4 separate regions of the Mus musculus genome follow, and all the other regions are linked to region 4. A link is a contact called in public HiChIP or PLAC-seq and promoter capture Hi-C data. All regions are on one chromosome and are shown on one strand. Each heading gives the region's core, a stretch centred on a gene start, on an enhancer-like site or on the middle of the called end of the contact. The rest is flanking DNA. Distances are from core to core; before and after follow the strand shown. Region 1 overlaps Vapb (vesicle-associated membrane protein, associated protein B and C). Region 2 overlaps Rab22a (RAB22A, member RAS oncogene family). Region 3 has its middle 29 kb from the start of Ankrd60. Region 4 holds the start of Stx16 (syntaxin 16).

Region 1 (5,010 bases), core at 1,935-4,434, 320 kb before region 4:
GTGGCCCTCCTCTTCCAGCCTGGCCCTCCTCTTCCAGCCTTGGGGTCCTCTGCCTGGCCCTCCTCTTCCAGCCTTGGGATCCTCTGCCTGGCCCTCCTCTTCCAGTCTTGGGGTCCTCTGCCTGGCCCTCCTCTTCCAGCCTTGGGGTTCTCTGTGTGGCCCTCCTCTTCCAGCCTTGGGATCCTCTGCCTGGCCCTCCTCTTCCAGTCTTGGGGTCCTCTGCCTGGCCCTCCTCTTCCAGCCTTGGGGTCCTCTGCCTGGCCCTCCTCTTCCAGTCTTGGGCCCTTGCCTGGCCCTCCTCTTCCAGCCTTGGGGTCCTCTGCCTGGCCCTCCTCTTCCAGCCTTGGGGTCCTCTGCCTGGCCCTCCTCTTCCAGCCTTGGGGTCCTCTGCCTGGCCCTCCTCTTCCAGCCTTGGGGTCCTCTACCTGGCCCTCCTCTTCCAGCCTTGGGGTCCTCTGCCTGGTCCTCCTCTTCTAGTCTTGGAGTCCTTGCCTGGCCCTTCTCTTCTAGTCTTGGGGTCCTCTGCCTGGCCCTCCTCTTCCAGCCTTGGGGTCCTCTGCCTGGCCCTCCTCTTCCAGCCTTTGGGTCCTCTACCTGGCCCTCTTCCAGCCTTGGGGTCCTCTGCCTGGCCCTCTTCCAGCTTTGGAGTCCTCTGCCTGGCCCTTCTCTTTCAGCCTTGGGTCCTCTGCCTGGCCCTCTTCCAGCCTTGGGGTCCTCTGCCTGGCCCTCCTCTTCCAACCTTGCTAAGCTGCTCTACTGCTCCTGGAACTTTTCTAAGTGCAAACCACCAGTGTGAGCAAGAGGCAGAATCATGTGATTTGTTGTTTCCATTGTAGTAAAACAAATATAGGCCTTGCAGTCAGGTAGGAGAAGCAGCAGGGCTTGATATTCAGTAAAAACAGACTGGTGGGATAAACATAAACAGCAGATTGGACTTTAGAAGGCCCGCGTCTCCTAATTCTAATATATTTTCCTATGTATAAAAGCTATTGTATTCAGACCTCAAGGACTGTATTTATTGTCCTGGCAATCTCCATCAAAGGTCTTTGCTTTTGCCCAAAGGCTCTCTGCAGGGTTGAAGTGAATGTGGCCGCTTATTGTTTGTAGGGTCATGGAGAGGGAAGGGTTTATGGGAGAGGAAACTGATGCAGCCTTTTGTGCAGTATGGAGCTGCAGCCAAGCTAATAACTTAAGCCCCTGTGTGGAAGGCTGAGACCCGGATTATTGCATGTCAGGGTGGTGTGTAACTTGTGTGGTAGTACATGCGGTGTGAATTTCAAAGGCTCAAAAACACACCAGGAGATAAATTACACAGGAAGGATGCATATTTATAAGCTAGGATTTCATGAGCTCTAGAAGAGGAAGAGAGACCAAACAGAGGGTCAGCCACTCTTCCCTGTGCACCTGCGCCTGTGTGCATTTGAAACAGAATCCACTGGACACGTGGATCCAGCATGCCCCGTGCTCCTCTTATAAAATACAGCTTTTCTATAGACGGTGGTGGCTTGTGGAGATTGTGCAGAAAAAGAAGCCCCCAACAAAGCAGCTGCCCACTGAAGCTCATTGTCTACCCTGGGGTCTGCCGATGGCTGGCAGGTGCTCACTGTCAGCCCAGGACCTTTTGCCCTCTCTGTAGTTGTGCCCTTTCCAGAACACTGCATGGTGGCATGGTGACTGTCACTTAAAATATGAGTTTGAGTTCCTGCCATGCCTTTCTGTGGATGCTGCTGCTGCTGCTGCTGCTGCTGCTGCTGCTGCTGCTTCTGCTGCTGCTGCTTCTTCTTCTTCTTCTTCTTCTTCTTCTTCTTCTTCTTCTTCTTCTTCTTCTTCTCCTTCTCCTTCTCCTTCTCCTTCTCCTTCTCCTTCTCCTTCTCCTTCTCCTTCTCCTTCTCCTCCTCCTCCTCCTCCTCCTCCTCCTCCTTCTTCTATTATTATTAATATTATTATTATTAATATTAATATTACTACTACTATTATCTACATCTAGATGTTCCATAGTTTATTGTATTCTCCTTCTGAAGGACTTTGTTTTGCCTCTGTGGTGGACATCGTTCTGGTGAGGCTGTTAACCCTTCATTTACAGTGTGGGAATGAAGAGAGAATGCCAGAAAGAATGCACCCAGCTGGGCTGAGGGTACAGCGCAGAGTTAGAGGCTGGTCTAGCGTGTGCGAGCCCCTCAGTTCAAGTTTGAATAGAATCACAAAAAGAAAAGGAAAAAATACTTGACTGTCCCTCAAAGTGGCTGCATAGACCATGTTCCACAGCACCAATGTAAGTCTGGTGGCCTTGTGTGTGCCCCACATTTGGTGCTCAGCGTTGGACTTTAGCCACACAAAGAAGAAGTGGTGACACTTTGTTGTGATTTCACCTTGTTTAGTGCGATGCCTGAAGCTCTTTTGTCTGTTTTTAAACCAGGTGGCATTTTCCTTGCTGTTGTTCAGGAGTTCTCCATATGTTCAGCAGATGACCCGTTATTGGGTGTATCTTTCACACCAGCCCTTCTGGTCTGTGGCTCTTGTCCCTCCGTCCTGTGGGCAATATTCCTCAGCAGGGCAGATGTTTCTATTTTTATTTATTTGATTTTTTTCAGTGCTGGGGATGGGTTTCTGGGGTTTCTTGAGTGTTAGGCACCCCTTCTTCAGAGCCCTGCCCAGCCCATAGGCTTTGAGTTCTGATGAAGTCCAGCTCATTACTGATTCTTCCTTGAATTCCACCTTGCTAGTTTCCCTAAGAAGTCACCTAAATCATTTAGATTCCCTTCCATGTTACCTTCAGGGAGTCTTACTTAGGATTGATTGATTTATTCATTGTGAAACAGGGTGTCACTATGTAGCCTTGGGTGGCTGGAACTTGCTGTGTAGACCAGACTGGACTTGAACTCACTCACAGAGATCTACTTGCCTCTACCTCCTGAGAGCTGGGAAAGAAGAGGTAGCCATCATGCCCAGACAAGGCAATCTTTACTTTCTAATAGGATTGAATTGCTGTGTTAAAAATGAAAAATGCTCTCTTTTCCTCTTCCATCATGTAGTCTTACCACTTATTAGGCAGAGTCTTAAAACAGACTTAATTCTGCAGATGAGAAAGGCCCAGGCTGAGCCCCAAGCCCCTGGACTTCTCACTGTGGCCTGTGTAGTTGCTGAATGTGAACATCGCTGTCTTGGGAAGTTGGTGTTTGGAGTCCCCAGCAGGAGGAGTTCCATGTTAATGATGCTCTCTGGGCAACAGTCACCAAAAGTGTTCAGTCCGTGGGAAGCTGGGGAAACACTCAGGTATTACCTGGATATTTCTTGATTGGTAAATTTATTTAGTCTTCTTATTTTGTTTTGTTCTGTTTGAGACAGGATCTTACTCTGTAGCCTGGAATTTCCTGGTGTGCATTGTGTGGCTCAGGCTGACCTTGAACTCACAGTCCTTCTACTTCAGCCTCTGGGATTACACATGCGGGTACTGGTTCCTGGCTTGAATCTCATTGTCTCTGGAGAGAACTTCAGCACCTGGAGCCTCCTCCCTTGAACTTTAAGATAGTGCTTTAAGTCTGAGCTTTTGTCCTGTGACCTGCAACTCAAGACCCGTCCTCCCCGTCGCCTTTTATAAATACACGTGTTTCTTTGTGTCTGTGATCTTTGCTTTCTTCGTCAGGTGGAATTCAGTCCTTTCTTAAGTAATTTAAAGAAGACAGGCAAGCGGCAGGGCCTGGGAGGCTGCGGGTGGTTTATGGCCTGCTTTCCTGGATCTGATCCCCCGAGAACAAGTGGGGTTCATGTTCTAGTAGTCAGTGCTGGGTTATGAGCATCCTATCGTCCTTAGTAAGTGCTTGCAGGTGCACACAGCTGTAACAAGGGGAAGGAGGAATCCATCCAGCCTGTTCCATAGGAGAAGAGAATGTTCACACACATCGGGAATCTACTCCAGGTTGGGGTTGCTGCTCTGTGCTCATTCTTGCTGGGAGATGTGGAGTTTCTAATTTCACACAGATATCTGGACCAAGGGATAGAGGACATGGAAGAAAGTAATTAAAGGATGAGATGTGCTCCCACTCTGGAGACACAAATCATTTTTTTCAATCTCTTAAAAGAAAAAAAAAACTTAACTTTTGAAGATTTCATTTGTAAAATTGACTGTATTTTATAAGCAATGTTTAAGTTCATTGGTGATAAATATGCATGTTTGTGGAATAAAATCCCATTTTTTACATAACGCTTTAATGGAAATGGCAGTTTTATGAAATGAAAGTGACTAGGAAAAATCTGAATGATGCTCATAAGCCTTCCCATCATTTTTATTGAGGTTTTTGTGTGTTCTAATTCATTAGTGCAGGGGAAAGGCAAGCACTAACACGGTTTATCTCCTGTAATTACTCAAATCGAATCTATTTTCAATAAAATTCTTGAAGTAAATTGCCCAGAGTGGGGCGAAGAGGATTGGCCTGCTTTTGCAAAATGCCTTGATTTTTACCCATGAGACTTTGCTGCTCTCCCAGTCATGTCTGCACTGCATATATTTCCAGCACAGCTCCCTCCAGAGGTCTACAGATGAGCACCAGACCCAAGGCGGGGTGCTCGGGGACAAATGCCACTCACTGCTACCAATATTGCTTGTCTTTTAATAATTTAGGCCATCTTTTATGTGATTCATGTAAATTGAAATACCATTTATATTGCCACATAATAGGCAGACCTGGGTAACTTGCCACAGCGTGCTCAGTCAGTGGAATCTAGCTTATGTTTATAGAATCCCAGAAGACGTTGGTGAAGCCTACAACTGGGCTCCCCACCCCAGCTTAATGGGGAGCCGAAGGAGAGACACTGGAAACTGTGGTGGGCATAGTAAGTGTTCTGTCTTCTCCATGGTGGGATGTCTGTATGCTGTGGTGGGTATGTTATATACCTGAACTAATAGTATGTCCGCACTTGAGGCTCAATGATCAGTCTGTATATTTTCCTATTTGTTTGTTTGTTTTTTGTAGACAGGGCTTATTTTTGTATTGTAGATTGGCTTAGAACTTG
Region 2 (5,053 bases), core at 159-2,658, 400 kb before region 4:
GTTTATTAAATATTATTAAGTACATTATTAAAACATAGGTGTAAACACAGCATTAAGAGTGAATATTGGACATGTAAAAGGAGGATGGTACTGCACACCGCAGAACAGCCACCAGCCTCTCTGCAGAGCAGCAACTCCATGTCTTAGTTGCTCTTTATGTGAATTTGGTAGCTTTTGAAGTCACATCTACTTACACTATTCAAAGATGTAAAAGATGGGGTAGAAATGTTCACTTATTCCTGCTATTGGCTGCAAGACTTGAAAGTGGTTTACAGAATGTATGGCACAGGTTCCCAGGCCTTTAGATAAAAACATAGTCAAAGGGAGCTTTGTTATGCTTAGGTCACAATCCAAAACCTATTTTGACTGTAAACACAGTTTATAATCTTGCTAAAGAGCTCTTCCAGCAGCAGATGTGAGGGGCTCCTCTTAACTTCTTCCCATCTTTCTGCTCAGACTCAATTTTTCTTTTTGAGACTTAGATCATCCCTTTGAAGGTTTGTTCTTATTTTTTAGACATGGTCAAACTCTATAACCCAGGTTGACTTACTACTCACTATGTAGTCCAGGCTTGCCTCAGACATGCAGTGATTCCCCCTGCCCCAGCTTCCCAGCTACTAGAATTATATGTGTGAACCACCACACCCACTTTGCAGTCCCTTAATCCTACATTTTCTGAATCTTCCTGTTGAATAGGGATGAAGACCCTGTTCTCCAAGTGTGAAAATCCAGTCTAACAGCTCTAATGGGGACAAAGTCCAGGCTTGGAGACTGAAGGGTTATCACATGATTGAGGTCTAAAAGGAGGATATCATTACTCAGTATATAGCACACATACAAGCATTGCTAAGCCTGGTCATAAGAGTAGCACCAGAAACATGCATATGTGTGCTTCAGCATGTGAAAACCAGGGGTCAACATCCAAGTTTTCTTCAATGTCTTTCCACCTTATCTTCTGAAACAAAGTCTCCCTTGGACCGTGAAGCTCAGCAGTCTTGGTAGACTGGCTGGCCAGTGCGCTTAGTCCTCTCCTCAGTGCTGGGTTGCTGGGTTACAGACATGGCCTACCACACAGTTTTCTACAAGGTGCTATGTATTCACACTCAGTTCCTCAGGATCACACTCACTCCATCATCAGTTTAGTGGCAAAAATGAACTGGAAATGTACATGAGGAAGATTTCTAGGACTGGAAAATGTTGTGACTATATTATTTTGGGTGATAGTTACATGAGACTATGAAGTTTTAAAATTCATTGGCCTGAAAATATTATACTACATTTTATTGTACATCAACTCCACCTGTTCTCATTTCATTTACTGCTGTGATAAACCACTCTGACTGAAAACAACTTGGGGAAGAAAGAGTTTCAGCTACATCGGATGACAGCTCATCACTGAGGGACAGGAGCCATGGGGGAGGGGAGCGTTACTGACTGCCTCACCCTCTCTCTGCCTTGTTCACAGGCTCATGCTCAGAGTTTCAGTTTTGTTTTCATTTTTTTTAAGATTGTTTATTTTTAGTGCGTGTGTGTGTGTGCATGTATCTTTCTGTGGGGTATGCCTATGGAGACCAGAAAAAGGTATCCCAGCCCCTGGAGCTAAAGTTACACTTGTTGGGAATATTAGGAACTGAGCTAGGGTGCTGTGAAAGAACAAGAGATGGAAAAGGAAAAAAAAAAGAAAGAAATGTAAATAAAGAAAAAAAAAAAAGAGAGATGGTTGTCAACAGCTGAGCATGTTTTCAGCCCCTCTGCAGTGTTCTCACACCCCAGCTCTAACTGCCTAAGGATGATGGGATGGCTTATATATATATAATATATATATGTATATTATATATATATATATATTCACTCAAGACCTCACTCTCACTTAGACTTTTCTGTGCTGTGTCAAGTTTATACCCAAGGCTAACCAAGACTATACCTCAATAGATTACAGTTTTTGTAAAGCTCCATCTTTATAGGGACAGAAAATGGCATTTTTTTTCTGTCTCTATAACAAAATTGCTGAGATAATTAATTTACAAAAGGCAAGGGTGGTTCTTTTAGCTTATCGTTTTGGAGGCTGCACTGGATGCTCAGTTGACCCTCTTGTGTGTTGCTTCTGTCCTGTGCAGCACAGCATCCTGAGAGAGTGCAGCAGGGTAGGCTCCGGGACCTCATGGCTAAACAGTAAATGAAAAGTGAGGGACCCTCAACCCCTTTTTACCTGTCAAAAGGTTCAGTGCACATCCCAGTGAGGTCATACTGGTGCCAAAGCTTTAAATACATGAACCTCTGGGAAACACCTGGGAAGTTATTCCTCACTTTCACAAGATGGTTGAGGTAAAGGAAGGTCAGTTGACTCATCTCATGGCACATGGCATCAAAATTAATCAGCCAAGCTGGGAAACTCCCTTGAAGGTTTGCTTCTCACCCTGTGTGCAGCGATTGTCTCCTTCAGTCTTGCCCAGCAACTGTACTTCCAGGGTTCTGTCCTACAGAGAGCTCCCTAGACTGTTAGCATTCTGTCTAAACTCCACCCCCATAGTTACCTGGCAACAGCCAGGTAGGCCTGACCCACACTATAAAGGGGACTGCTTGCTGTGTCTCTTCCCCCATCTCTTGTTCCTTTCTTGCTCTTTTGGGCTCTTGCTCCCTTCCTCCCCCCCCCCCCCTTCCCCCTTCTCTCTCCACATGCTCTCTGCCTTTCTCTGACTCTACTACCCTCTTAACTCCCCTCCCAATGCCCTGAATAAACTCTTATTCTATACTATACTGGCGTGTGACTGGTTCCTCAGGGGGAATGGATGCCTTAGCATGGGCCTGCTGAGGCCTCCCCTTACCCCACGTCTGACTACACCCCCAGAGAATATATCCCCTCTCTCTTTATCTTTTTATAAACACATCATTAACACTGTTAATTATTGTATAAAGTGCAGTGAAACAGCTTGAAAATACAGATCGATGCCCCTCCTTAGAATTGGGAACAAAACACCCATGGAAGGAGTTACAGAAACAAAGTTTGGAGCTGAGACGAAAGGATGGACCATCTAGAGACTGCCATATCCAGGGATCCACCCCATAATCAGCTTCCAAACGCTGACACCATTGCATACACTAGCAAGATTTTATCGAAAGGACCCAGATGTAGCTGTCTCTTGTGAGACTATGCCGGGGCCTAGCAAACACAGAAGTGGATGCTCACAGTCAGCTATTGGATGGATCACAGGGCTCCCAATGGAGGAGCTAGAGAAAGTACCCAAGGAGCTAAAGGGATCTGCAACCCTATAGGTGGAACAACATTATGAACTAACCAGTACCCCGGAGCTCTTGACTCTAGCTGCATATGTATCAAAAGATGGCCTAGTCGGCCATCACTGGAAAGATAGGCCCATTGGACACGCAAACTGTATATGCCCCAGTAAAGGGGAACGCCAGGGCCAAAAAAAAATGGGAATGAGTGGGTAGGGAAGTGGGGGGGGGGGTATGGGGGACTTTTGGGATAGCGTTGGAAATGAAATTGAGGAAAATATATAATAAAAAATATTAATAAAAAAGAAAAGAAAAAAAATTTGAGAAAGAATGATACCATGGAAGAGTACATGAAAGTTGGGGGAAATAATGTAACTACTTTATTTTATAAATAAAAGCAAATATGTTTTTAAAAAAAAAAAAAGTCATTGGCAGTCAGCACAATTTTGAAGTGCAGGAAACTCTGTTTAACCTCCCTCCCTCTAAGCCCCACGGCCACTTATTCCTCTTTGTTCTCCCCTTCCCTTGCATTCTAAGTTCCGAGTTCTTTTTCCCAATTCACCATCAGAGATAATAAAAATTAATTTAGAGAATTAAAAAGAAAATACAGATCGTACTCTTTCAGGTGAGGTAGTGTGGTGTGGAGTGAAAGCATCGGTGTGGAGGATCACAGAAGAGGAAAGCAGGTTCTGAGCGTCTGCTATGCTCATATAAACTTGTGATGCTTCTGAAGAAACTGATAAACTGAAGCATATCAGTTGTTTATTACCTGTTCCGTAGCCAGAGGACTGCATTACAATTTGGAAACAGCTGAAATACCATCATGGCATGTGTGCCCAAGCACCTGAAAAGCTGCCTCAGACAAGCTGAGACCATGCCCGCCCTTTGACCAGTCACAGCCAACTGCCCCTTTCTTCCACCTCCACCTATCAGGCTTTATCCATCTTTGTCCAGGATCCTGGATGTTTGTGCTTACCTGAACTTAGGTATTTCACATGGTGGAGTTCAGCCCTGGAACTAGACTTACAGGTGGTTGGGAGCTGAACCTGGGTCCGCTGTAAGAGAAACCAGTACTCCTAACTGCTAAGCCATCTCCCCAGCCCATCTTTGCTCTCAAAGTGCTTAATATTCCCCAGTTGCTATCCTTGTGTCTCCTGCCCTATAATGCCCGTCATATAGATCCTGGGCCATTAAGGGCCAAGAAATGAGTTGAGTGAGTGAGTGTGTGCATGAGTGAATGAGTGAGTACGTGCATGAGTGGGTGCGTGCATGCGTGTGTGCCCCTTGTAAGCGCATCAGCCGGCATCCTGTCTTCCTTCTGTCAGAGTGGCCACTCCCAGCTGTGATCTTTTTGTTTTGTTTTGTGTTTTTTGGGTTTTTTTATTTATTTATTTTTTTCTGAGACAGGGTTTCTCTGTGTAGCCCTGGCTGTCCTGGAACTCACTCTGTAGACCATGCTGGTCTCGAACTCAGAAATCCACCTTCCTGTGCCTCCCAAGTGCTGGGATTAAGGGCGTGCAGCTCCTAGCTCTGACTTTTGAAGCAGTGCACATGGTTGAGTTCCGATGGAACACCAGTAAGTGAACTTGGTCCATGAAACAGACAAGTGTTTTGATTTTACCAGCATTGTTGTTTGGATCAGGCTTGGTCTAAAAAGCAGGGATGATTTTCGTTAGGGTGTTTGTACAGAGAGCAGCCAGGGCACAAAGATCACCTCTGTGGAGAGGCGCTAGCTCACAGCATGCTCTCATCTCCAGCTGTCTCCTCCCTGCTCAAACCTTCTCTGGCCTCTTAACAACACTACAGCTGCTCCTCCCCT
Region 3 (5,573 bases), core at 2,831-5,330, 470 kb before region 4:
GCTGCACCTCTCAGGCTGAACTGAGAACCACAGCGAGAAGCAGCGAGCAGACACCACTGAACCTCACACTGGAGATGAAGTCAGCCAGCTTTCTTACATACCCAACTTACCCAATGACACAGAAGATCATACAAAAATGAAGTCCTTATCTTCTTACCAAAACCATGCCATGTCAAAGGAAACTCCAGAGCCACAGATCTGACTGGAGAAGTAACAAGAATGTAAGAGGGCGAAGGGGCCACAGACTTACACAAAACCTCTCTGAAGACTGCTTCTCGAATCCCAGTGAGGTGGGAAAGAGCAGTGGGCGCGGTGGAGAAGCAAGGCACTCGCCTGACTCTCACTACACCTAAACCAACATCACAGGGTTTGGGGCCTGAGCTTCCTGCTGTGACAGAGCCAGAGAATGTCATGTCTACCACAGTCCTGTCAAAGAAACAGAGGCTAACATGAGGCCTGAAGGAAACACTAGGCAGTGCCAAGATGGAAGACATTCTACCAAGGAACTGGCCTACACTGTGTCAAGACCTCCCAGGTTACAAGATCTAAAGATTCAGAAAGTGTTTAAGGTCAGGACACTGGAGACAGGAGGACTCAGGGCCAAGAGAGACTTCAACGCTCTTGTATTGCGTAATGTCAAATGATCTTGTCTCCAAGTCAGTCTCAAATGGCTCATATGTGTGTGTATAGACACACACACACATATGTGCACATGTACACACATGCTTTACACACATATGTATACATGCATGTGTGTGTGTGTGTGAACAGAGAAGAAAGGATGACACAAACCAAAGTGACAGGCTCCTAGAGAAGGGGGAGGGAGAACACAGCTTCCATTCTTCTAACTCTCCTGTAAGCTCAATCAAAAGCTACCTCCTGTTGGGCCTGGTGAGGTACACCTTTAATCCCATCAGTTTGAGGGGCAGAGGCAGGCAGATCTCTGTGAGGTCAAGATCAGAGTGGTCTACAAAGTGAGTTCCAGGACAGCCAGCATTCTGTTATGCAGAGAAACCCCGTCTCGAAAAAGGAAAAAAAAGAAAAAAAAAAAAGCTATCTCCAAATGTTTAGAAAGAATATCTCAAAATAAGTAAACAAGAAAAAGTAGAAGGAAGGAAGAAAGGGAGGGGGAGAGAGTGGGAGGGAGGGAGGGAGGGAGGGAAGCATTTTCTCTCCAAGCTCCATCTTTCTCAGGGACACAGCACTGCTAGAGTACAGTAAAGAATTCTGGGTGGGTAATATAGCCATCTTCTGTTGAGAATTTGTACACAGACAAGCAAAGCGGGACACACACACACAGAGAGAAATCTAATTGGGGTGAGGGAAGGGTAATCCAAGCCCAGAACACAAATAAGGAAAAGGCCTCTCTCTGCCTTCAAGCTCTGAGGACACAGACTTCTGATGTAACGCTGAGCAGAGTTGTTCAGTGACAGCCACAATAAATGAGGATGTGAGACCTCTGTATCCAGGGTAACGGGCAACTAAAGAGCTCCCTGTATCTCTTTCCACTCCTCTCGACCACCACACCCACATGACCTTATTACTACACCATATAAGACAAATCCAGAGTCATTAGAAGGCAGCACACAGTGACGAGACATGACATCCCAGCAGCCCTGGGAACCACATGTGTGGAATGGCGATCTTCACTGAGTTGCTTGGAGCCAACTATTCTTTACAGCCCATAACCACAGCATTCTTCTTAAATAAATGCACAAATAAAAATGAGCTCAAAATAGGGATGACGACAAAAAATGAGGAAGCCTTACTGTGAAAACGTGTTGAGAGAAAACCAGGCTTCTGACAATTAGTTATAATCGCAGAATGCTAATGGCCTCCCTGCAAGCAAGAGGAATTATAATTGGTCTCCAGTGGCCTGTTTATCCTGTCTAGATATAATTACAAGATACAGCTCTCGCCGTTTTTACCAATCCATTCATCCGACAACTAACATTTATTCAGCACGGGCTCTGGGCTTGGCCTGTGCTGGGTGCTGATGGCACAAGGCCACAGTGACCCCAGGTCAGAGCTTGCCACTTCAAGGGACAGGTAAATGGGACTTTATAACTCAACTGCTAAGTGAAAGGAGATGGACATGCAGCAGCCTGTGATGACAGAGAGGAGAGTGTCACTAACAGTGATCGGGTGTCGGGAAAGATGTGAACAAAGCACTGTGAGTACACAGGTGATCTACCAAGAACTGAGCCCTGGTCTCCACAGGAAGGCTGCGTGGTCTAACTGGTACTGCAGGCGAGGTAACGGTCCCCGTCATACAGGCACCTAAGCTGCTGGCATCACAATTGACTGATTACGATTCCCAACGAGAATGAAAACTGAGGAGAAGACAGATGTGTGTGTTTTCCATGTGACAAGTCCTTTCCCGCAGAGCAGCCTCCTTCTGAGTTGGCATGTGCTGATGTGTATACAGATGTCCCAATATCCAAACACAGGGCACACAGAACCCAGAGAGCCGCTTCCATCATCTGTAAGCCAAGGGCTTCCTGAGTATTTACCACAGCGTTTTGGGGTATTACCCACAGAACCAGACAACATTCTGTTTGGGGAGCTCCACAACACATACGTGGGCCTGTACTCCTCAAATAAAAGCACCTCATGCTACACACACCTCCACTTCCCAGCTGAGAAGATGGCAGCCCCCAAGCTCTTGGTGTTCAGGACCCCCCTAACTTCCAGGCTCCAGGAAAAGAACTGAACCAAAGCACAGCTGGGGCAAAGAGCACAATACCTCCTTCTCCTGTGGGGTCCATGGAAAGGTAAGCAAGCCCTCCAGACACAAGAGAGCAGAGCTAAGCGGTGCATAGTAGGGCTTCAGAGTCACAAGCCAGAAAGCAGTTTCTTCTGCAAATGCCCTCGCTGTGGGATCGGACTGTCTACTCCACGGGAGGCTTGCTTTATATTCCAAATGGCTGAGGGCTGGGACAGACATTGCTGATAAGAATGGAGTATTTGGAGACAAAATAAAGTGAATCCTGCAGCAATGCTTTCGGCTCTGGTGCCCTCGGCACTGCCAGTCTTTAGGGATAAGGTGTTTGAGTGCCAGCTGTGACCTTGGAAACCCGTTGGACAGAGTTCTAAATGAAAACGGAGATCTACTTGGCAAAGTTCACTGCTCAACTGCCAAACACCCCGACTAAATGCTATTATCCAGGTTCATTTTGCAAAGTAAATTAAATTTCTTTTAGAGAAACTTGAAATTTATAAAAGAACCCTGGAGAATTTGAATTTTAATAATCAATTATTCCTCAGACTGATTCATCTTATAAACATATGGAATATGCAAAAAATTAAATTAGTTTAAAAATCTAGACCTTTAACGCATAGTTGAAAAAACACTTTTATATAAATGAAGAATAATTGCCAAATGTTCTGACACTGCAATATAATTTTTTAGCTACATGGCGTATAATGCTTTTGCACTTTGGGGAAGGAGATAATTCCTTCCTCTCACGTCATTCCTCTCTGAACAAGAGACCAGCTCTCTGCTCACCCTGTGCTCATCACCCAGGCCTAGGATTTTAAAACCATTTATGCAAAATTATTTCCTAAAAGGCTGGACCAATCCTGCAGCTCTGAGCCATAATTCGAGGAAGGGGTCAAGCACACAAGCCTCATCTGTACAGGGCAGTGAAGGGGCAGCTGCCAAAGGAAATGAGATGGCTCATGATGGTCCCTGAACACAGAGAACAAGCAAGGCCGGGCTGGGGCACTGGGTAAGTACAGCAGAAGCCAGCACGCTCACCACCTACCAAGGAAGAAGGAGGAAGGAGGAAGCCCTGGCTGCCTATACAGTCCCTTAATAGTGGTATGCAGCCTGCTACCACTGGATGCTACATGGAAAACCAAGCTGGCAGGGCCCCTGAGCACACACCTCTGCCCCTCCAAGTGTGCTGCCACCCCACCCATCAGGGACTGCTTACTGCTCACACCCCTCCTGGTCTAACATGTTTATATAACACATTAGATATAGCAAAGGGTTTTTTTTTACTAAGTACTGTGTAACACATTACCTCATACACCATCGTGGGCCCCACGCCTCTAGACTGAGCTTTACTGTAAGACTGGGCATCCCGCCCAGCAGCAGTGTCAACAGTGTAAGTGGCTGGTGACTGGCACTCACTTGGCTGAGACTCCTCCAGCCCTGGTACTCCAAGAATGAGCATGTCTAAAGACAGGATCAAGGTTACCCATGAAACTTTCCTGAATAAACTCTGACCATCTAACTCAGAGAATGGTGCATGCCTGAAGTTCAACTCCTGTGAGAATTCAAGTCCTGAATTAGCCACCAGCTGTGCAAGCCACTCCCAAGGAAGACTTACGCTCATGGCCTCCTTCCTGCATTCATCATCACGGCTGGGAGCAGACCGCTCCAGCAGAGCAGGACATACTTAGCCTTCAATGTCACACTGGGAAATGAGACCTTGCTCCAGAAGGGCCAGTAGCGCTTCCTGGCTGGGTTTTCTGACCTGGAGGGAAAATGGTGGAAGGTGAAACAGGAGATGGGGTAGATGCCTTCTCAGGATGGAGGCAGGCCTCCCACCGCACTCTCCATATTCCTCTGGGTCTGCCCTTTAACCACCCCCCCCTCTTGCCTGAGGGAGCCCCAGCCTCTTGGTGCAACCATTCCTCCCGTATGTACATTTTTGTGTATTTTTCATAATTGTCATGTGACTTGCAGAGGGTGACAATGGAGGGTTGTACCATGTCTGAGGTGCCCGCTGTCCTCAGCGCACCATCAGCACAGGCAGCGGGTGACAGGACATTTATTCTCTTGGGGCTTGGTGAATGGACACACGTCTGGCCCACTGGGCCAGGTGTCAGAGTGAGAGACAGCTTCTGCTGCTGTACAAGCCTGGGCCTCACCACAGCGGCGCGTACTGCAGACACGCGATGCTTCGCACCCAAGGCCACTATGGATCAGCATCAGGTGCAAAGGCACCAGTGGCAGCTAGAGACGAAAGCACCTAAAATTCCCATTTTTATAGAGAACAGTTCACTGTCAGGAGAGGAAGGCAAGAAAATTGTAACGGGTCCCAGAAGTGAACAGACCTTGTCACGGATGGTCACTCCATAGCAGGGCACAAGAGGGCAAGGCCCAAGGCTGTGGCCACAAAGGCTACTCGACACTAGGACTGCCTGGTCTGCCAACAGCCAAGCCAGAGGAGACAGGAAAGCCATCGGGAAGGGTAGCAAGCAGGGCCAGTCTGCAGGACTCTGACCTCTCCTGTCCCCTTGTATTCTGCACCCCCAGCCTGCCCCAGTGGCAGCCCCTGGAGGTCGCTGCTTCTCAACTATGTTCTCCCTGGGGCCATGTGGCAGATCCGGGAACACAGAAGACAGAACACACAGCAAACATGTGCACAAACACTCAGCTGTCTGAGGCCCAGGGGATAGCAATGGGGGATGAGAGGGCACAGGCTGATGGTGACACTGGAGGTTTCCTGACTCCAGCTCAAGGGTCTACATCTCCAGCCCCATGGTTCATTGCCTGAGCTTCAGTCTTGTCACCTGTGAGACTGGACACTAATACAGAAGTCCCAGATAGTGTTGGGATG
Region 4 (5,115 bases), core at 484-2,983:
CGGGAGAGGCAGGGGACCCTCAAGTCAGGCCAAACTGTTCCCAATCTGATCCCAAAGCTGAGAGCAAGATTGAGGGCAAGACACCCCATAAAGTCGCTCTGCAGATATTGGTCTGTCATCCAGGCTTGCCGGTGACCCCAGCCTCCGGAGCTGCTGTTCACTGAGTGCGGCAGCTGCAGCCCTGGGGGGCCCTGGGAGACGCCCCCACCCCCCAAGCCAGGGTAGCAACGAGTGGGATGCATGGTTCCAGAGACTGGGAGGCGACCAGAAACCCCAGCTCGAGGAAACGTGGGCATAACCTCAACACAAAGTACTTTTTGGGGGAGTGGGGCTGAGGGGTTGTCTCTAAGTTTAGGAACCTTTCCCACTTGGGCACAACATTGTAGTGCCCAAGTGTAGATGCCTGACCACTCTTTATTGCCCACAGTAAGGCCAGCAAGGCCTAGCGCCCAAGCTTTTTTTATTATTATTTTTTTCTTTTTTCCCTGGCCTGGTTGTTTTTCGGATACTTTTTTTTTTCTCACAGTTTAAAGAAAAAAAATAAAAAAATAAAAAGGTAAGGCCATCTCAGCAGCGCCAGGCGCCTGCAGTGGAGCGTGCCTGGCCTGCAGAGGCAGACTTCTTCCACTTTTCCTCCGCCCCCGCGCAGGACTAGGCTCTGCAAGAGCCACGTTTCCACATTTCTGCCTGCCTGACAATCCTACTAGAAGTTTACAATTGCCTGGACCCCAGTGGTGGTCTTCGGCTCCAGGGCCAAGGTTTTGAAGCCGTTTTTTGGGGCCAGGACGCCTGCCCCAGAGTCTGTACACTCTTAGGAAAAGGGGAAGAAGGCGCCCCGGGAACTGTCCCAGAGAGGGCGGAGCACTCCCATCCCGGGGCAGGGCAATAAGGGAGCTCCCGCTCCCGGAACGTTGCAAGCAATCTCATGAATGTCGCAGGGGGGCACCCGCGAGGAACGGACAGGAAGAGGGCCGGGGGAATGCTAGAGCCCGGGACCACTGCACGGAAGCGGCCTTGGGCAGGGTTGCAGCCTGATCCCGGGATGGAGGGTGCCGGTGAAGAGGAGTGAGGAGGCTGGGGGAGGCAGGCCGTGAGGTCCTCGTGGAGGCCCGCAGCCTCCTGGCAGTGGAGAAGCAGGCCGCACAGGAAAGAGAGGGGTCAGGTCGGGCTGAGCCTCAGTAGGCTCAGGCGACTATATGGGAGCTGTAGACGCTCCTTTGTCGTTGTGGGCTCGGCCTGTTTGGAGCAGGCCTTTTGTGAGGAGAGTTAACCCAAACTCGGAGTTAGAGCCACATGCCGGGCACGCAGGCGCTCTGAGTTAGGGTTAGGGCGCCAGCACCTTTGGGGAGGTCTTAGGAAGTGAGTGGGTAGGGGTCTCTCCCATCCCCGAGCCGGATTGGCGCGTCAGGCGCTTGTGGATCCGAGCTGGGATTGGGGAGGGGTCTCCAGGACGTTTGATTTCGACGCTAGGATTGGGGGGATTCGAGTGCTTTGAGATCCGAGCCAGCCTTGGGGTAGGGGGAGTCAGGCAGTTGGAAAAGGCGAGGTGGTTATTTGGGGAGGGGTCTCCGCGCTTAGGCGGATTGCAAAATCGCGCCGTGAAAAGCCTAAGGCTTTGTCAAGAGAGATTTCTGTGCAAGAGTGGAATCAGCTAGGCCAGACCAAGAGAGAAAGTGAACAAATCAGGACTACAAGGGGGGGTGGGAGACCCTGAGAGGGGGGGTCACAAAGGGGGAGACAATGGCCACCAGGCGTTTAACCGACGCTTTCTTGTTGTTGCGGAATAATTCCATCCAAACCCGGCAGCTGTTAGCCGAGCAAGTGAGTAGTCACACCACCTCCAGCCCTCTGCATTCACGTAGCATTGCTGCGGTGAGTCTTCCTGGCGGCCTCTCCAGACACACACACCGTGTGCACTGCGGCTCTGCCTGTCTGTCTGTCTCTTGTCTGTCTCTCTGTCTAAAAAGAAAAAAAAAAAAGAAAAAAAGAACAACAACAATAACAAGGCGACGACGACTAGGAGTGTGATACAGAAGGAAGTGGAGCACGGCCATGGCTTATGGGGCACTTGCAACCCCCAATGGGGACCACAGTATCAACCCCTGCCCTGCCTTCTCACTTCCTGGGCCTCCTGGTCCTCCTCCCCCACCATCCGTCGGGCAGCCTCGATTTACATATGTTTTAACACGAGGACTTGGAACCTAGGCCTTTCTCCAACCTTCTTTTTGTTTTGTTCTGTTCTGTTTGGCACTCCCCCCCCCCCCCCCTGCAATGGCCTCACTTTGGTTCTGTGGGCCAGGTGGGTGGTTAGCTGACTCAAATCCTTGCAGACCCCCCCCCCCCAGGAAGGAGTGTGTGTGTGTGTGTGTGTGTGTGTGTGTGTGTGTGTGGTCTGCTCAGCTCAGCTCATTTTCTTTCCCACTATTTTTCTTCCAATGGCCCTAGTTCTCGGTGTGGCCATGTACACTAGGAGTAATTGCTTTGCTGCCCCCCCCCCCCGCCCTCCCCCCTCCGAGGACTCATGTTGGTGAGATTGCAAGGTGCTAGGCGCTTCATTTTCCATTTCCCACACAGGAAATTAAGCTTCTCCATTCGAACTTTTTTTTAAAAAAACAAAACAAAACAAAAAAAGGAACCAACATGATGCGGATGTGAAAATTAATCCCCCAAAATAGCACATGGCTTTTGATTTTATTGACCAGAACTTCACTTCGCCTAGCAGTGTAGGGTTTTGTTATTGTTGTTGTTCTTTTTCAAAGCAATGTTCCAGTATGATTGCTGTATTTGGTTTGTTTTTGATGGAGGCTTTGGCTTCCAGAGCCTCAGTTTCCTGCTCTCTCAGATAGGGGGCGGGTCTGAATGGTGCAGCCAGATGAATATTGTTAGCTTTGTAATAATACCTTTAATTGAAAAGGGAAGGTTTGAATGGAAGCAGCCTTGAAACATGGGGGAATGCACGGTCACCCCACGACCTTAGGGGCTGCATTTGAAACATAGTTCGTGAAACGCTGCAGCTTTCCCGCCTTTTAAACAGTTGCCTTTTAATTTTTTCCTTTTATCATTTATGGAAGTGCTAATGAAAAACTAAGCTGTGTATCGTGATTGTCACTGTCTTGCCAGGACAGTTGTCCCTGTTTAGGTCACGGTGGAAAATATGTTTGACCATATTATTCACAGAAAAGGGATTTTTTATTCTGTGCAAGCAGTTTTAAGGATAAAAGGATGCAGGATGTTAACTTCGGTCCCAAGGCATAGAAAACTAGCTCGGAGTGTGTTGGGGCTTTTGTTTACATTTACATTTGAAGGATGTTTTACATTTTTAGACTGAAAGAAATAATATTACATAGAAATAAGTAGGAAACAAATCTTAGCATGGAAATGTGTTCATTCTAATGTGGTTTTTGAAAAGAGTCTCCAGAAATAAACCGGAGAAATAGTGAATGAATATAATCTGTGGGCCTTCAGTTATGTTAAATAAAGGTCTCCTGTTCTTTATGACTTAATTTTATGCTACCTCATGGGGGAAAACAAACAAAACAAAACAGAGCCAAACCCACGCTAAAGCTTCCAGGGTCTCTGTTTAAATTGATGAAAAAGATACTGTTTGGTTTTTAAATTTTAATTCTGTAAAGTTCTAAGTAGCTTTAATCTTTAGATTACCTGAGAGAAAAAATTTGACCCTTAATTCAGAGAGTTTAAAACACAGTATCTTGGACCGGCACCTTTTCAAAAACACGTTGCTGTGTCCAATTACTTTTTAAATATTTTTCTAAATTAGACAATTTGAACATATCTGTTTGTGTATCTATCTATCTATATATGGAATAAAATAATTTAAAATGTTTAAAATAATATGTGGTTTGGAAAAGCAGGCAATGTTAAGAAATATACAGCTATATTTAACAAATTCAGACAGTTTTTTTGAAAGTGATTTATAAGTACAGCTAAAATTCATGTTGAAGTCAAGAACATTAAAAATATTTTCATATGTCACACTACTGAAAATACTGGATGCTTTTATTAGCCGGTGCTTCTGGAATTTTTCTTAGATAACTAAAAAGGACTCAAGTCCGTGGAAATACCTGTGTGTTCAGTTTAGATTGCCTCCCCCCACCAAAAAAAAAAAACAAAAAAACAAAAAACAAAACAAAAAAACCCCAGCTTTTTTTCAGTCCAACAAAAATAGTCTACCTAAATTACAATTTAAAAAACAAAAGTGCATTTTCATATTTCTGCATTTTTCTCTGTGTTTCCGACTGTTAATTTTCAATTTCTTCATAAGGTTTTTCCACAAACTATTTCTGCACACAAAATAATCAAGAATATCAAGATATTAACAGGATAGAGATTACAGTTTTTAATAATTCTTTTGGAAGTCAAAAAAGCATTATAAATATTTTGTAAAAAGAAAAGATATGCTTAAGACAATTTTTGAAAACTACAACATCATGCATACAGTGCTTCTAGCTCAGAACAAATTTGAGAACCACATTTTTGTCTTGCAGATTTCAAAATCATGTAGTAAATCAAAAGTTTATTGATCAGCTTTGAATATGGACAAGATATTAGAAATTGTAATTAGATTTGTTAATTGTACTAGATATCTTGAAATGCTTAATACTAAAGGAGCGCTCACTTTATATATTCTGCTTTCAAAGGTAAAGGGAGCGGGAAAGCTGAGCTCCTGACTGAGCTCCAGAGGTGCAGCTTACCCCAGGGACTTTAGCCACATTACTTTCCTATTTTCTTTTTTCCAGCAGATTTTTCAGCTTGGAAAAATTGCAAATAAAAACTTAAAAGTATAAACTTGTCTTAGTCACCTAAGACAAAAGAGACAATTTGTAGATGCATATTTAAACTTAGATAATTAAAAAGGAAGTAACCAAGCCAGAGAATTTGATTTTTAAAATACATTACCTGGAAATTTAAATTTCTAATTAGAAGACCAAACTGTAGACATTGATTTTGGTGTGTGTGCTGTCTCATGTGTAACCAAATGTAAGTATCTAAAATAATAGATTATTTAAATTTTAATATCAAGCTTTTATGTCCTTATATGAAAACAGTACTACAGAAATGGCTTGCTGGGAGGTTTGTGTATGTGCCTGTCTCACA

What was found. Promoter capture Hi-C pulls out the DNA fragments that hold promoters and counts their contacts. HiChIP or PLAC-seq counts read pairs in DNA pulled down with a chosen protein or histone mark.
Region 1: a promoter capture Hi-C map of embryonic stem cells shows a contact between it and region 4, with 2.5 times the contacts expected there. The contact joins the enhancer-like site here to the promoter of Stx16 in region 4. A contact is called at or near these places in 18 of 39 promoter capture datasets (the 3T3-L1 cell line, 3T3-L1-derived adipocytes, the C10 cell line and 13 more), 4 of 484 Hi-C or Micro-C datasets (the G1E-ER4 cell line, pre-B cells and uterus), 13 of 115 datasets of contacts at active chromatin or transcription factors (the NIH/3T3 cell line, astrocytes, craniofacial prominence and 10 more) and 2 of 9 other capture datasets (liver and pancreatic islet).
Region 2: an H3K4me3 HiChIP or PLAC-seq map of bone marrow-derived macrophages shows a contact between it and region 4, with 4 times the contacts expected there. The contact joins the enhancer-like site here to the promoter of Stx16 in region 4. A contact is called at or near these places in 4 of 39 promoter capture datasets (cranial neural crest, embryonic stem cells, frontonasal cranial neural crest and 1 more), 26 of 484 Hi-C or Micro-C datasets (B cells, CD8 T cells, the G1E-ER4 cell line and 21 more), 23 of 115 datasets of contacts at active chromatin or transcription factors (the 230-238 cell line, the NIH/3T3 cell line, T-cell acute lymphoblastic leukemia and 18 more) and 2 of 9 other capture datasets (adipose tissue and liver).
Region 3: a contact with region 4 is called in an HNF4G HiChIP or PLAC-seq map of pancreatic cancer cells. The contact joins the enhancer-like site here to the promoter of Stx16 in region 4. A contact is called at or near these places in 4 of 39 promoter capture datasets (cranial neural crest, embryonic stem cells, frontonasal cranial neural crest and 1 more), 11 of 484 Hi-C or Micro-C datasets (B cells, the G1E-ER4 cell line, brown adipocytes and 8 more), 22 of 115 datasets of contacts at active chromatin or transcription factors (the SCID.adh cell line, T-cell acute lymphoblastic leukemia, bone marrow-derived macrophages and 15 more) and 3 of 9 other capture datasets (adipose tissue, liver and macrophages).

Annotation. Positions count from the first base shown.
Region 1 is chr2:173,754,452-173,759,461 of GRCm38.p6, forward strand. The region is part of intron 1 of Vapb (vesicle-associated membrane protein, associated protein B and C); the gene reads left to right. Among named protein-coding and RNA genes, the nearest start is that of Vapb, 19 kb to the left of the region's middle. Within about 2 kb of position 3,185, at least 5 of the 459 cell types and tissues checked have an H3K27ac peak or open chromatin away from gene starts, as enhancers often do. A contact at or near this core is called in embryonic stem cells, where this site is marked.
Region 2 is chr2:173,677,968-173,683,020 of GRCm38.p6, forward strand. All of the region lies in intron 2 of Rab22a (RAB22A, member RAS oncogene family), which reads left to right. Among named protein-coding and RNA genes, the nearest start is that of Rab22a, 21 kb to the left of the region's middle. Within about 2 kb of position 1,409, at least 61 of the 459 cell types and tissues checked have an H3K27ac peak or open chromatin away from gene starts, as enhancers often do. A contact at or near this core is called in the 230-238 cell line, B cells, CD8 T cells and 4 more, where this site is marked.
Region 3 is chr2:173,604,396-173,609,968 of GRCm38.p6, forward strand. It overlaps the pseudogene Ppp4r1l-ps. Among named protein-coding and RNA genes, the nearest start is that of Ankrd60, 29 kb to the left of the region's middle. Within about 2 kb of position 4,081, at least 40 of the 459 cell types and tissues checked have an H3K27ac peak or open chromatin away from gene starts, as enhancers often do. A contact at or near this core is called in neural stem cells and pancreatic cancer cells, where this site is marked.
Region 4 is chr2:174,075,318-174,080,432 of GRCm38.p6, forward strand. It overlaps Stx16 (syntaxin 16), which reads left to right and starts at 1,734. Exons shown (of 9, transcript NM_172675.4): 1 at 1,734-1,872. The coding sequence starts at 1,741.